2 separate regions of the Mus musculus genome follow, and region 1 is linked to region 2. A link is a contact called in public promoter capture Hi-C data. All regions are on one chromosome and are shown on one strand. Each heading gives the region's core, a stretch centred on a gene start, on an enhancer-like site or on the middle of the called end of the contact. The rest is flanking DNA. Distances are from core to core; before and after follow the strand shown.

What was found. Promoter capture Hi-C pulls out the DNA fragments that hold promoters and counts their contacts.
Region 1: a contact with region 2 is called in a promoter capture Hi-C map of stem cell-derived epiblast-like cells, with 2.5 times the contacts expected there. The contact joins the promoter of 1110018N20Rik here to the enhancer-like site in region 2. A contact is called at or near these places in 4 of 39 promoter capture datasets (embryonic stem cells, hippocampal neurons and stem cell-derived epiblast-like cells), 2 of 484 Hi-C or Micro-C datasets (embryonic stem cells and rod photoreceptor), 2 of 115 datasets of contacts at active chromatin or transcription factors (embryonic stem cells and large pre-B cells) and 3 of 9 other capture datasets (adipose tissue, liver and pancreatic islet).

Annotation. Positions count from the first base shown.
Region 1 is chr2:167,189,215-167,191,914 of GRCm38.p6, reverse strand. 1110018N20Rik (a long non-coding RNA gene) reads right to left here and starts at 1,290. Exons shown (of 4, transcript XR_001783560.2): 1 at 500-1,290; 2 at 1-85. It also overlaps a transcript of Kcnb1 not described here.
Region 2 is chr2:167,003,474-167,006,399 of GRCm38.p6, reverse strand. No RefSeq gene overlaps it. Among named protein-coding and RNA genes, the nearest start is that of Stau1, 8.6 kb to the right of the region's middle. Within about 2 kb of position 1,414, at least 50 of the 459 cell types and tissues checked have an H3K27ac peak or open chromatin away from gene starts, as enhancers often do. A contact at or near this core is called in liver and stem cell-derived epiblast-like cells, where this site is marked.

The sequences.
Region 1 (2,700 bases), core at 41-2,540, 190 kb before region 2:
AACAAGGGCAAGTGGTCTTCCTTCTTCCACACTATTTAATCTGGTCCCCCACTAGCAGATGCTACCCACATTCTGGTCAGTCCTCCTACATCAATTAAAGCAATTAAGACAATTCTTTAGGTGAGGCTGTTTGCTCGGGTGACTTTAATTTGTGGTGAGTTGACACCAACCCTAACCCTCTCTCTCACACACGCACATAGGGACGCAAGGGAAGGAAAACAAATCTTACATTGTCCTTTTTGTTGTTGTTTTTTGAGACAGGGTTTCTCTGTGTAGCCCTGGTTGTCCTAGAATGGGCTCTGTGGACCAGGCTAGCCTCAAACTCACAGAGACCTGCCTGCCTCTGCTTCCTGAGTGCTAAGTCTTGTATTTTTCTATGCTGTTACTGTGGTGGCCAGGGAGGCGTATGGCTGTCCCTCATTTGCCCTTGGCCTCTAGCCTAGACACAACTCCATGTGGAACTCCTCTTACCTCCCCACATCTATCACTCCCTTCTTACCATGGTGGTAGAGTCTGTCCTCACTTCTGAGAGGCCCTGCTGAGCTCCTGGGTTACGCTCTCAGCATGGCCTCCCCTGCTCCCATGACTCCCCAGTAGTACTCATGATTGACCGAAGCTTTCTCCTTTAAAACGAACAAACAAAAAAAATGCTTGTTTTTCTTCAGTGTTGGGCAAACTGAGAAGAGGAGGGAGGGGCTGAGCCAGAACTATCAGGCCAGAGCAAGGGAAAACCCGTGGAGGCTTTACTCCACTGACAACCGCATTCAGTTTGGGAAATGGAACATTCATTCTGACAGCCTTGGCACTGTAGATAGAGGAGGGATGGGGGAGCTGGGAGCAGAGGTCACAGGGAGAGAAGCTGGGAAGGGAACTGACCAGAGTGAATGGTTCTTACAAACAGTTTTGCGTGATGCAGTGCAAAGGAACCCAGGTGGAGATGGGAAAGCCTTACCTTGGGGCACCATGTCCCACTAAGTTCCCCCCCCCTCCAGGACAAGGTTCTCTGCTGCATCTCTAACTCCTTAACACCGCACAACAGATACGTGTGTCAGAGAACAAACCAGCCGAGCCCAAGTGTGGCTGACAGAGGGATACCTGACCCCTTCTGCATGCAACCCTGCCTACAGTCACTCCGGAACCTGCCGGCCCCACCGCACAGGGTGAGGCAGGGCCAGTGGATCTCTCGGTTGAGCCTCGACCCTCGGCAGTCTAGAAGCAGCTGTCCAAGTTAGCACCCATGGGTGAGTGACTAACAAGGCCCGGCAAACTCTGAGTCTTCCCTGGCCCTTCACCTGGCCTTATGTTTCTCCTCAACAGCTACCACCCAGCTGCCCACCTCTTTTGCCTGTTGGTTTGTTAATTGGTGTAATATCCACCTTCCTCCAGAATCTAGAATTTGATTTTGTAGAATCTGGAATGGAATCAAAGCAAGGGCTATTTAAAATTGCCACCTGCCTTCTCCAGCTTTCCCATCCTCCCAGCTTCTAGCCTGTCTGACATAGTCTTCCAATTCTGTTTACAGTCGCTCTCCAGGGAGCCCGGCGACCCAGAGGCTAGTTGGCTTCGCAACTGTATCTCCCACGCCCGTCCTACGTGCAGCGCATGCATGCAGTAGGCGCTCAGCCTCGTGGTGGCCAGGACGCAGTCAAGCAGCCCGGGTGGGCCCCGCGGCCTGAGCCAGGGCCGGGCCGGGCACGGAGGGGTTAAGCCGCGCGCGTTTCCGACCCGCAGGTGGCGCCGTCCCGCCTCGGTGCCACTCGCCGCGCTCCGAAGTGCGGGACAGAATCGCGGCGAGCGCGGAGCCGAAGCTCAGCCCGACTTGTTGATCTCGCGCAGGCAGCCGCGGCCGCCGCCGAGCCGAGCCGGAGCCCGAGGTGGAGGCGGAGGCGCCGCCGATCGCCCGGGCCGCGCCGTCCCTGCGCCCCGCAGAGCGCCCCGCCCGCGCCCCGCAGCCCCGGCGCCGCCCTCCCGCCCGCCCGGCCGGCCCGGGTAGGCCTAGCCCGGCCCCGGGACCGCCGCTGCCGCGGGCGGGGGCGCGGGCGGGCGGCCGGCGAGATGCGCGCGGCGCGGCCCCGGGAGGCGGCCACCCTGGGGGTGAGTGTGGCGGGGTAGGGGGGTGGCGCGGGCCCACCCCGGGGCTGGGGGCGGGGCGTGTGCCCCGCGGGCTGTAGGGCCCGGGAACCCCCCGAAATCACCGGTGCGTGGCGGGAGGAGGGCACGCTCCGAAAGGCCAGAAGATTCCGCTGGTTTCCCCGCCTCCCACCTCCCCCACCCCTTCTCTTCCGAGCCCGGGCAAAGGCGCAGAACCCGGAGTTATAAAAAGCCATCGCCGGGAGGAGCGAGGAGGAGGAGCGGGAGGAGGGGGAGGAGGAGAAAGAGAGGAGGAGGGGCAGGAGGGGAGCACCGAGCAGGCGGATCCCGAGGACTCCGCGCCCCTCCTGCGCTAGAGTGGGGAGGGGGCGCACAAGGAGGTGCAGACCCCGCTGGCTTGGCTCCTTCGACCCTCACCTGGTCTCCGGAGCGGTCTCGGGTCCTGGTGTTGTGAGGAGTGGGGTCGCCCCAGGACAGGGCAGCCTGGTGGCCTCCGACAGGTGGGCATCTGGTAGCCTCCACAGTCCTCACTCGGCCCAAAATCTTCTAAGATTTAGAAAAAGCAAGCCCAATGCCATCGTTATGCTCCCACCCAAAATCTTGACTATC
Region 2 (2,926 bases), core at 165-2,664:
GCTGGGGTAAGGAGGAGCTGACTGTCTCAGTTGGAAGTATTTGTTTACAAACACATTGACTCTGCTGCAGAAGCCGAGCCTCAGCTCTGGTCATGCGGGCCTGTGTGGCAGGCATTCTCATTAGTACTCTCGAACGGCTTAAGCATTTTAATTGTGGACTAGAGTTCCCAAAAAAGTAATAAAGCTTGAGGTTTTGTTTTTGTTTTTTTTTAAAAAAAAAAAAGATTTGAAGACTAGGGAACAAAATACCCATGGAAGGAGTTACAGAGACAACGTTTGGAGCTAAGACTAAAGGATGGACCATCTAAAGACTGCCCCACCTGGGGATCCATCCCAAAATCAGCCATCAAACGCAGACACTATTGCATATGCCAGCAAGATTTTGCTGAAAGGACCCTGATATAGCTGTCTTGTATGAGGCTATGCCAGTGCCTGGCAAATACAGAAGTGGATGCTCACAGTCATCTATTGGATGGAACACAGGGCCCCCAATGGAGGAGCTAGAGAAAGTACGCAAGGAGCTGAAGGGGTCTGCAACCCTATAGGTAGAACAACAATATGAACTAACCAGTACCCCGGAGCTCTTGTCTCTAGTTGCATATGTAGCAGAAGATGGCCTAGTCAGCCATCATTGGGAAGAGAGGCCCCTTGGTCTTGCAAACTTTATATGCCCTAGTACAGGGGAACGCCAGGGCCAAGAAGTGGGAGTGAGTGGGTAGGGGAGCAGGGCTTGGGGAGGGTGTAGGGAACTTTCGGGATAGCATTTGAAATGTAAATGAAGAAAATATATAACAAAAAATTTGAAAAAATAGGATTTGAAAAAATTAGTTACCTTCTCTGATGGAGTTCTTTTTTCCCCATCGGGTTACTTGGCATTAAATTTGGGAACTAACCAGGTCACCTGTGGTGTCAGAGGCTGTCTTGATGACCTAGAACTAACTCAACATACCTACATCTAACCTCTCTGCCGCAGAGTTCATAACATCTCTACACAGAGTCCTGTCAGACTTTTAATATATACATATTTTAATATTTTTTTGAGGCAGGGTTTCTGTGCTGGCTTGCCTTATGTCAACTTGACACAAGCTAGAGTTATTTGAAAGGAAGAAGGAGGGACTCTCAGTAAGAGCCCGCTGTAATTACTTAGTAATTGATGACAGAGAGCCAGACTATGGTGGGTGGTACCATCCTTGGGCTGATGGTCCTGCATTCTATAAGCAAGCAGGATGAGCAAGCCGTGGGGAGTAAGCCAGTAACTAGCACCCCTCCATTGCCTCTGCATCAGCCCCTTCCTCCCGGGTCTTTCCCTGTTAGAGTTCCTGTTCTGACTTCCTTTAATCATGAACGGTAATGTGGAAGTGTGAGCCAAATAAACCCTTTCCTTCCCAAGCAGTCTTTTGGTCATGGGGTATCACTGCAGCAATAGAAACCCTCACTAAGTTTCTCTGTGTAGATCTGGATGTCCTGGTACTCACTCTGTAGACCAGGCTGGCCACAAACTTGGGGATTTGCCTCTCTCTGTCTACCAAGTACTGGGATTAAAGACTTGCACCGTAAGTAAACAAGCAGGGCTTGCTTGCTTGCTTGCTTGATTTGTTTATTTGTTTGTTTGTTTGTTTGATGTGTATGGGTGTTTTGCCTGCATGTAGATCTAGTTGTAATGACCACAAAGGCCAGAAGAGGGCATTGTATCCCCTGAAACTCAAGTTTCCGATGCCTGTGAGCCACCTTGTTAGTGTTGGTAATCCTGAGTCCTTTGAAGAGCAGCCAGCCAGTGCTTTTAGCAGCTGAGTCATCTCTCCGGCCCAGCCTTCAGACTTTTTGGGGATTATTTTGGAGGAGGTAGGAGTTACAGCTCAGCTGGTAGAGGGCTTGCCTAGCAAACGGGAAGATTTGGGTTTGACACTTACTACCGCATGACTAGGACGGGGTGGTACGCACCTGTAATCTCAGCACTTGGAAAATGGATACAGGAGGATGGAAAGTTCTAGGTCATCTTTGCCTACTGGCGAGTTCAAGGCCACCTTGGGCTGCCTGAGACTTTGTCTCTAAGATGAACAACAGCTGGGGAACAGCTGAGAGATAGATCAGCAGTTAAGAGCTCTGGCTGCTGTTCCAGAAGACCCACCACTCTCTGTGGCTTACAACAGTCTGTAACTCCAGCCCCAAGGGGATCTGGCCACCTGCTCTGACACATTGTTCACATACAGACACAGAGGCAAAGCACCTAGACACATAAATAAAAATCTAAAAAAAAATGTACATCTTAAATTAACAAACAAACAAACAAACAAACAAACAAAGGAATCCAAGCAGGCAGTGAGTTCAGGCTGGCCTTGAACTCATGGAGATCCTCCTGTCTCAGGCTTCCAGTAGATCACAGGCATGAGTCGCCATGCCTGGCTTTCTCATGGAATTAATAGAGATTTGCTTTCCTGTTAACTGACTGTTGGTATTTTTGACTTTTGTATGTGTGTGTGTGTGTGTGTGTGTGTGTGTGTGAGAGAGAGAGAAATCTTTTTTTTGGGGGTGGGGGGGTTGAGACAGGGTTTCTCTGTGTAGCCCCGACTGTCCTGGAACTCACTCTGTAGACCAGGCTGGCCTCAAAGTCAGAAATTCGCCTGCCTCTGCCTCCCGAGTGCTGGGATCAGGTCTCATTACAGGTGGTTGTGAGCCACCCCATGGTTGATAGGATTTGAACTCAGGACCTTCAGAAGAGCAGTCAGTGCTCTTAACTTCTGAGTCATCTCTCCAGCCCCGAAATCTTTTTATTATTCCTATCTCTTTACAAAGCTTGCCATTAATCTTTCTTATTTTTATGATCACTGTGATGGCAGGTTTTTTGTTTTTTGTTTTTTGTTTTTTGCTTTTTGTTTTTTGTTTTTTGTTTTTTTCAAGACAAGGTTTCTCTGTGTAGCTCTGGCTG